Linked DNA regions of Mus musculus: region 1 is linked to region 2. The links are chromatin contacts, called in public Hi-C maps. All regions are on one chromosome and are shown on one strand. The core of a region is the stretch at or near the end of the contact, and the rest is flanking DNA. Distances in the headings are between cores, read along the strand shown. Region 1 has its middle 13 kb from the start of Grap. Region 2 has its middle 17 kb from the start of Tnfrsf13b.

Evidence for each region. Hi-C and Micro-C count contacts between places; a contact is called where the count stands out from the background.
Region 1: a contact with region 2 is called in a Hi-C map of B cells, with 2.7 times the contacts expected there. The contact joins two enhancer-like sites. A contact is called at or near these places in 6 of 484 Hi-C or Micro-C datasets (B cells, brain, cerebral cortex and 1 more) and 1 of 115 datasets of contacts at active chromatin or transcription factors (astrocytes).

The regions. Positions count from the first base shown.
Region 1 is chr11:61,637,591-61,642,142 of GRCm38.p6, forward strand. No RefSeq gene overlaps it. Among named protein-coding and RNA genes, the nearest start is that of Grap, 13 kb to the right of the region's middle. Within about 2 kb of position 1,366, at least 46 of the 459 cell types and tissues checked have an H3K27ac peak or open chromatin away from gene starts, as enhancers often do. A contact at or near this core is called in B cells, where this site is marked.
Region 2 is chr11:61,106,991-61,112,247 of GRCm38.p6, forward strand. No RefSeq gene overlaps it. Among named protein-coding and RNA genes, the nearest start is that of Tnfrsf13b, 17 kb to the right of the region's middle. Within about 2 kb of position 2,076, at least 49 of the 459 cell types and tissues checked have an H3K27ac peak or open chromatin away from gene starts, as enhancers often do. A contact at or near this core is called in B cells, where this site is marked.

The sequences.
Region 1 (4,552 bases), core at 116-2,615, 530 kb after region 2:
GTCATCACCTCTCAGTAGTGCCACCCTGTGGTTAAAGCCTTTAACGGTTGAGCCTTTGGAGACACCCCCTGCCTGTCCCCCTTCCCCCCAGGGTTTCTCTGTATATTTTGGCTGTCCTGGAACTCACTCTGTAGAGTAGGCTGACCTTGAACTCATAGATACACCTGCCTCTACCTCCTGAGTGCTGGAATTAAAGGTGTGTGACACCACTGCCTAGCTCCTTTGGGGATCTTTCTACTACCAGATTCTAGGAGGCTCCTTCATGGTCAGGAACCTCTGTGTGCTACTGGGGTGCTTGGGTGGCATTCTGGTTACAACGAAGGCTCTTGGCTCCAATCTTACAAGACAGGCAGTGACAATAACACAGACTTATCTGGGCATGCTTTGAGAGCAGCCGCCCTTGGCACATGGCCCCACAAGTCCATGCTTTGTGTCCTTTAGCTGGTGTCAAAGACCTGGTGCCCACACAGCTGCTGCTCTGTCCTTTGCATGAGAGCAGCTGTTTCCTTTGTTTTTCTCTTCTCCAGGCACCTCCACTGGTGCTATCTTGTAAGAAGGAGGTAAGAAAAATCCTATAAACACATTCTCAACTCTGACTCAGAACCAGGGTGTTGCCAGTCTGAGTGCCCTACCTATATCTGCGTGCATAAAGATGGTAGGGATGAGTCGCTTTGCTAATCTGACACAACCTAGAATCACCCGGGAAGAGTCTCAGTGTGGGATTGTTTGTATTGGGTTGGTTTGTGGTCACATCTTAGATGAGGTGGGAAGCTCCAGCTCACTGTGGGCGGCACCATTCTCTAGGCAGGGAGTCTTGAATTGTATAAAAGTGCAAAATCAAGCTTATCATAAAAAAAGCATGCAAACAAACATTCATAAATTAGTTTCCTCTGTGCTCTTGATTGTGCATGTGTTAGGGTGGCTATCTCAAGAGTCCATTGCTATGACTTCCATGCAGCAATGAGTTGTAAACTGTTGGTTGTTGTTTTGATTCATTTTTCGAGACAGGGTTTCTCTGTAGTCTTGGCTGTCCTGGAACTTGCTCTATAGATCAGGCTGAATTTGTAGAAATCTGATTGCCTCTGACCTTCCCACAGCTGAGATTAAAGGGCTATATCACCACTGTCTGGCTGTAAACTGGAATTGTGAGTTACAGTAACCCCCTTCTCCCCTAAGCTGATTTTTATCAGGGTTGTTTTTGTTTGTTTGTTTGCTTGCTTTTTAAAAAATTATTATTGCAGCAAGAGAAACTGAACGACAACCCTTTCTTGCTAGCCTTTCAATGGGGCTCCTCCCACTGTGACATACCCTCGGGACTGCTGCTTCTCGTGACTCTCCACCGTGCCCCATTGCAGGAAGGAAACAGGAAGGTGTCAGAGACACTTTCTCTTGCTTATGTAGCGGTTGGAGCGATGAGGGGCTTAGCTGCTACTTGTGGCTCGTTGCTTTGATTGGCTACTCCAGCACCTGTGTTCTCCCAGCTCATCTGAGTCCTGACACTAACATTCCAGGTCCACTAACTGGGGCCCAACTATTCAAATATATGAGCCTAGAGGGGCCATTCTGGCTCAAACCACCACATGGAGGATAAGTGTGGGGCTAGAGTCTCTGCTGACTTCCTGACCCAGTAGAGCAATCTCTGAAGACTTGGGATATGCTCTAACCACAGATGGTGACTGGTATTTGACCAAAAATCTCAGTGAGTTGTCTACTTCGGGTGACAGCTGAATGGAACTGCCCTTTAAACGTTTTCATTTTTAATCACGTGTTTACACACATGTGCATGCATGTGCACGGCTGGAGGCCTGAGGACAACATTAAAGAGTTGGTTCTTTCCACCTTGTGGGTTCTAGGCTCACACTCAGGTTGTCAGATTTGGTGGCTTGCGCCTTTACCTGCTGAGGGTGACAAGAAACTCAGACAAGTTAGCAGCAGCTGGAGCAGGTGCTGGAGACACAGCTCCACACAGCCACCCAGCAGAACCAGGAGCTCGTCAGAGGTCCCCCCTCAGGGAGAGCTGGGATCTGACTTCACAGCACACAAGGGTTTCAGACCCAACCTGTATAAACAGATCTGGAGTCTGCAAAGAAAGGGTTTGTTGGTAGAAGTGCCATTTAGCGTGTGCATACATGTGTGATTGTACACACGTGTGCCACAGAATGTGCACGGAGCTCAGTTGACAACCTGAATGTCGGTTCACACTTCCTGCCTTATTGGGGGCAGGGTCTTTCTTTCTGCTGTGTGCTCCATCTAGACCAGCTGGCTGGAGAGCTCTCAGAATTACCCTATCTGCCTCTCAGCCTAGTGTAGGAGTGCTAAGACTACACACTACAAGTATGAGTTTGGGCTCCTCAAGAGAGAACGCCACCTAAATGTCTTAACAGTAGCCATGAATATGGATTTGTGGCTTCTGAAGTTTCACTATTTAAATGCCTCCACTTCCTTTCCTTTCTTTCTTTCTTTCTTTTCTTTCTTTCTTTCTTTTTTTTTTTTTTTTTTGGTTTTTCAAGACAGGGTTTCTCTGTATAGCCCTGGCTGTCCTGGAAATCACTTTGTAGACCAGGCTGGCCTCGAACTCAGAAATCTGCCTGCCTCTGCCTCCCGAGTGCTGGGATTAAAGGCATGTGCCACCACGCCTGGCTTTTTTTTTTTTTTTCTTTTTTTAAAGACAGGGTTTCATGTAGTCCATGAAAGTTCAAGATGGCCTTAAACTTCCAAGGATGGCCTTCAACATCTGATCTTCCAGCCTCAGTCTCCAGAGTGCTGGGGTTACAGTCATGTACCACCTTGCCCAGTTTAAGTGATGCTGAGGTGCATGCTAGTCAAGCATTGTACCTACTAAGCTATACCCAGCCCTGTTGATAAGGTTTCTTCTTCCTTTTTTCCTTTCTCTTTATATTATTATTATTATCATTATTATTATTATAATATTTATTTGTTGTTTGTTTACTTTTCGAGACAGGGTTTCTTGGTACAGCCCTGGTTGTCCTAGAACTCAAAATGTAGACCAGGCTAGTCTCAAATTCAGAGACCCACCTGCCTCTGCCTCCTGGATGTTAAGATTAAAGGTGTGCACCACCTTTAATAATTTATTTTACTTGAGGTAAGATCTTACCATGTAGCTCAGGCTGGCTGGAACTCACTGTGTAGACTAAGCTGAGAGTGATAGAACCTAGTGGGGAAATCCCCACTCAATTCCCGATCTGGCGTGCACCCAAGAATCACGAACAGAACAGAACAGAACGCCTTGATGTAATTATATGAGGTCGTTTAATGATGGAGCTCCAGACCGACATGCATCCCACACAGGAGATAACAGATGTCGGCCACGAGGCTCGAAAGCTAGGGGTTTTTATGGGGTAAGGGGCTTAGGGGTATGGAATTCAGCATAGCAACACACTATTGGCTTATTCAAACATCAGCAGAAAAATTACATGTATGTGCAGGGTGTCAGAGTTCTGTGAGTTGTTGACTCAGTTCAGATAGCCCTGCTATGTCTTCACATTCCTGTTTATCTTTAAGGTTAAGCTGTTCCCAGGAATGTTTTAACTACGGGGCATACCCAGGTTTGTTTTTCTTTATTCTCAGCCCCAGGCAGCCTCTAGGCTCACAAACAACCAGCAATTTCTGAGTAGTTTATATGACTTACAGGTCTTGAAATTTCATCTTTCTTTCAAGAGGAATCAAAATGAGGGTGGTGCTGATCTGTCTTGCAGAGTCAGCCTGCCTCTTCCTCCAGCCTCTAGCCACTCCTGAACTCCTCTGCTCTCCCATCACCTCTGGCTTCCAGGCAGAGCCTCTGGCTCCAGTCATCGTTCTTTCGGACCTATGTCCTGTATCTCACAGAGATCTGCCTGCCTCTGCCTCCCCAGTGCTGAGATTAGAGGCATTTGTCACCATACCCAAAGGGTTTCTAAGAAACTATCTCTCTCCCTCCCTCCCTTCCTCTGTCCTTCCCTCTCCCATCTCTTGCCCTATCTCCCTCTCCCTCTCCCTCCCCCCTCCCTCTCTCCCTTCCTCCTTTTAGTAAATGAGATCCCAGGTGATTTCAGAGTTGTGCTGAACAGAAACACAAGCTGATAAAATCAAACCACAGGACATAAGAACTAAAGGACTGCTTAGTGCACTAGTTCCAAGGGAGTGAAGCTGTGTGTTTTGACTGTAAACAAAGTTCATAATTTCATTTGCAAAAGTCTCAGAAAGCTACAGGCTTGCAACTGAGAAAGGAGTGAAGTTATCTCAAAGATCAAACACGCTTTCACCTAAGTGTGGTTCACTGCCATTCAAGATACTTATTTGAAATATCTCTACATGGAGGGATATTGTTTCTCTGGGCAATTTTCATACCAAATTTTGTCAATGGTGATAAATTCTTGAGTCTCAGAGGGCAAGAGTCACAGGTGAAGAGCGCCTTTTCCTTCCATGTTCTCTTTGGTTTTTGTCTGGCTAGAGGTCTGTCTGCTTCCTCTGAGACTTCCTAGCCTTTGCCCTCTGGTGCTGGGTGTCACGCCTAAAAGGGAGCTCTGACACAGGACGGACAGGAGCTGGATGC
Region 2 (5,257 bases), core at 826-3,325:
CTAGTTACACCGTTTATAAATGCTACCTGAAGTGCTTCTGGTGCAACTGGAGTTTAGGGGCAAAAGCACATTTTGGCAGCTGCAACTGGCTTAGCCTAGTCACTCATCTCAACACCAACTAAAGAGACAAGCAACAGTGTAAAGCAGAGAAAAACTTAATCCATACCGTGGGAAGAGACGCAGATAAATGGGTCAGTCACCCCACATTTGCCTCCCAAGTATGAACATGAAATTTAGGCTTAAACAGAGGAGAAATTGAAATAGGGTTAAAGTTTATACATAATTAGGGGCTGGAGAGCCGGCGCAGTGGTTAAAAGTACTTGCCGCACTTCCCGAGGACTTGGGTTCAATTCTAGCACCCACATCGTAGCTCAGAACTCTCTGTAACTCCAATTCCAAGAATTCGATGACATCTTCTAGACTCTATGGGCACCAAGTACGTATGTGTACACATACATACATGCAGGAAAATAGTCATACACATTAAAAATTAAGCCAAGCGTGGTGGCGTACGCCTTTAATCTCAGCACTCGGGAGGCAAAGGCAGGCGAATTTCTGAGTTTGAGGCCAGCTTGGTTCTCAGAGTGAGTTCCAGGACAGCCAGGGCTACAAAAAAAAAAAAAGCATAATTAAGTAGTCTTGGTCGATGTGTGGTTTGGTTATTTATTTATCTCAGCCTTTGTCCTACAAGGTAGTTCTGAAGGAGCTGCAATCTCTGTCACTTGAGGAAAGCAAGCCTGTTCCTTTGAGATGACTCTTGCTCCAGGCTGCAGCCTCACCCCAGTGGATAACTATCTTCATCTTGGAGGTGGGGTGTCTGCCTCCCTAGGTTTTGTTGTTCCTGGGACCCAAGGAGACACAGGTTTAGAACAATTACTTCCCTTTGTGCCTTTAGCTTGGAAGGCAGCGGAGACAGTGGAGGTAGGCAGACACACCTTTGTAACTCTGTAACATTTTTGTAACCTTTGTAATTTTGTAACGCAGGTGTAGAGCCAAGCAGAAATCCGACCCGAGGTAAAGGAAAGAACTCAAAATGAAGGCCGTGACCCCAGGCTTGCTTTCTGCTTTTGGTTGCTTTGTGCTCAAGTGATGAGCTGATGCTTTTTGGTGAAAGCAATTTTTAATTGCCTGTAATATCAAAACAAGAACAGAAGATACAGTTTGGCCTTGACCCGGAGTCAAACTACGACATCTTTTGAGAAGGCCTGCAGGCTTGGGGTCATTCAAGAAGCTGCAAGAACAATTTAGCAAGATAAACTCATTTCCTTCTTCCCACATGCATCAGTCCAAGCAGAAAGCCTACGGGGAGGACGGTGTTTCTAAGGGCGACTGGATTCAGTGAAGTGCAGATCATCAGCTCCAAACTGCTTCCTGGATGGGGTTCCGTAAGGCATAATCGGGGATAAATTGCATCCTCTCACCACTTGCCACTCTTACTTTTCCAGCCTTATCCTGTTATGTTCCGAATACAGAATACATGCGAGGACAAAATAGATCCTTGCAACTTTTCCTTCAAGCTGAACATCCTGCTAAAAGTAGCAGCTGTTTCTACAGTAGCCTCAGGGGATGAGTGCCTGACCTCGGTTTCCCATAGGGGAACTGGATGGTCTGCAATTTTAATTGAACCACAAGAGATTTTAAAGGACCCATGAAACCAACTAAATGATATCAGTTTCTGAGAATCTTCTTATCCTTAACATTAGGGACTATGGGGGGGGGTACTTAAAACACTTCAGAATGTATGATATGGAAATATTTCTAGCTATTTTCAGTCCTCAGATGTGATTCACTCTGTCCCTTAGCAACATGGTGTTTCAAGCTGGCCAGATACTAGGCTGGTACAGGTCACTCTGCTTCCAGGAATTTTCTTTACAGAGCATGTCCCCTTTGGGGTTCACAGGAATAATGTAATATAGAGAGGATCCTCCTGTGTACCTGCCTTCCTCTTCAGGGGAGCCTTTGTCTCCCACCGGAGGATGAGGCAGGAATCAAGTCAGCAAGGCCCTGGGGAACAACCGAAAGTCGCTGCAAAAGAGGCCCTTTCCACCAAGGGGAAGAAGCACACCTCTCTCACTTCCTTTTTTGATACCAGCAAGTGGCCATATGCTATTTTGGGGCCCTAGCTGCTGTATGTGAAACCCAAACCCCATTCGAGAACAAGGGTGCTAGAGAGGGGACACCAGGTGACACTGTCCTGGGTTGGTGGTCACCCCAGGTGCGGAGTAGCAGCATCACAGTGAAACACCCAGGCGGCAGGAGACACAGGGCGTTCCATCAGGTGCGAACATGCCATGCTCCCGATTCTGATGGGAAGCAAGGCCGATGCGCAGAGAGCCCGAGGACACACTGCCTGGGCCTCTCCTCTCTTCAGGGTGGTAACACTGCTTGGCAGAGGTGATCACCGTGGGGCACTGGGAGGATTGCTAGAAGGACTGTCTTACCTTACCTTGGTTACTCTTAGGTCCTTGTCCCAGAGGGCAGGTGGGAAGGCAGGGCTTAGGGGTGGAAAGAGTCTGTTAGAGAGGGGCTGGGAAAGGGGCTTCCAGACATGATGCTTATACATCTAGAGCACCTGCCTTGGAGACTGTGGGTGGAACAGCACCCTCCCCTGGACTCTGCTTCCATCTGGCTTGCTCCTGGGCACCCACGAGACTGATGGCCCTGGAACAAAAATGGCAGTGTGGCGTACTTCCTCCCTCCCCTTTCCCTCCTTCCTCCTTCCTTTTTCCATGTAGTTGTTGGACCGTACATACTAGTAGTGTACAGTTAGGAGAGATTTGAACATTTGTAGGAAATTATAGGTCACCCCAGTAGATATCTAGGCAAAGCAGTCCAGACCCAGGGAACTGCATGTGTAAAAAGACCTGAGGCAGAAGTGTGACAGACACGCTTGACGTACAGAAGGGAAGTCCTGGATCTGCAGGCATGTCTGTCTGTCTATCTGTCGTGTGTGTGTGTGTGTGTGTGTGTGTGTGTGTGTGTGTGTGTGTGTGTAGCAGGGAGGATATAGCAGACATGAGCTTGGAACTGGGCTTTCAGAGCAGCTGGAGGGCCAGTAGAGAATTCCGCAGTGGAGGGCTAAGCTGTTTAATGTTGAGGTCACGTGTGTCTGCATAGAAATCACAGTGAGGATGGACGCACAGGGGCGGCAGCTCTGGCTGATTCAGGTGGGAGAGGAACTTGCTATGAGGGCAGGCAGGGAGGGAGAAGAGACTGTGCCAGAATCACTCCTACATGGTTTGCATACGGACCTGCTGGCAGTGGGCTGTGGACACTTGTCGAGGGATCAATATCCACGCGTGCCTGGACATGGCGGAGACTCTGGGTCCCATCTGTGGAGGACTGATAGCTCACCAGTTCCAGATCCTGTGTCCAAGGTCAGCACAGCTCTGACACGCTGTGGGGGTTTGAGGAATTCCAGCCAAGATCCCTGTGAGGACAATAGTCACCGACCTCAGCAGGTCTCTTGTCACCTCCAAACTTGTCTCCTGCCTTGAAAGGTGCACACGGCCCCTGGATCTGTCATGCCAGGGGCACACGCGTAGCTTCAACTCTCCTTTCCCAGAAGACAGATGAGCAACAAGCCAGTGGTTAAAGCAAGCCGCTGTAAGCTGCAGAGGAGACTGATGGGGTCTAAGGGATGGAGACGTACTGAGGATGCTCATTAATGCAGTGGCTGGAAAAAGTGTCCCAGAAGTGTCATGTCCCAGGTGGCAGGGAGGAAGATAAAAAGATGGGGATGGAAGCTTCTGACACGAGAGCTCTCTGATGTAGAGCTGGGCCTGTGAGGGATGATAGAAGGATCTGTGGGCATCAGAAGAAGCCTTGGAGGGGGTGGCAGGTGGAGAAGTGTCGGGTATGGGGTGGTTCTGACAGATGGGACACTTCCGGGTATATAGAAATAGTGACTGGTTGCCGCAGAAGATGGTGGCTGCCATCACACATAGTGAACAATGTGCATGCCTTGTGTCTAGAGTGATTTACAATGGGATGCCAATTACTGGGAAGAGGGGAAAGCCTCATGCTGTCCTCAGCTCCTGAGCTCTAAGCTACAGGTCTCTACTGAGATGGAATGCAGTAAATGACCAGGGGATGGGGTACAGGCAGTAGGACCAAGATCAGTGCCCCCACAGGAGGCCCAGCTTGGCTGTCAGCCAGGTGGGTGGATAAGAACCTCCCTCGCTGCTAGAAAAGCTCCCTGGTTGATTGCACACAAATTTTGGAGAGTTAAGAGCCATCTTGATGGGCTGGAGAGATGGCTCAGTGGTTAAGAGCACTGACTGCTCTTCCAGAGGTCCTGAGTGCAATTCCCAGCAACCACATGGTGGCTCACAACCACCTCTAATGGGATCAGATGTTCTCTTCTGGTGTGTCTGGTATGTGTACTCACATACATAAAATAAATAAATAAATCTTTTTTTTAAAACCTAGAAGACTATATATATGAATATGAGCCATCTTGATCGTAGGTTAAGGCTCCGGGAAGCGATGGTTTAGGAAGAGTCCAGGATGTGCTGCTATTGCTGCCGCTATAGCTAAATACCCAAGACCAAGGAACTCATGAAGAGTGGATGTTGTCTGGCTCTTGGTTCTGGAGGCTGACAAGTCCAAGTGAATGGCATCAGAGTCATGCAAGCAGCTGGTTAGTGGCTTCCTACTGCATCATGTAATGGTAAAAGAGCATCATCAGGTCAGGCATGGTAGGCAGGCTGGCTCTTCACAGAAAAGAGTGTGGTGACACACGCCTGTCATCACAACATTCGAGAAGTTGACTTGGGGATCATGAATTGCAGGTCAGGTGAGCTACACAGCAAGGCTCTGTCAGCAAAGAGACAAGCAAATAAATAAATATACTGATGCCATAGCAGAGCCCTTCCTCAGGATCTCACCAAAGCTAAATCACCTCCTCCGAAACAAAGCAAAACAAACAAAAGCTGGGCAGTGGTGGTACAAGCCTTTAATCCCAGGACTCAGGAGGCAGAGGCAGGTGGATCTCTGTGAGTCTGAGGCCAGCCTGGTCTACAGAGGGAGTTCCAGGACAGCCAGGGCTATCAAAACAAAACAAAACAAATTTTAATCACCTCCAAGGACCCAATTTTCAAATGTCATCAGCATGCATACTACGGTATAATTTGAGGAATGCTTCAAGCACATGAACCTTTGAGGGGTGGGGCAGCACTTCAAAGTACAGCCCAAGGCCTTTCCTTCTCGGTTAGGTAAAAGCCAGAGTCCAGTGACTTTCCCAGGCTTCCATGTG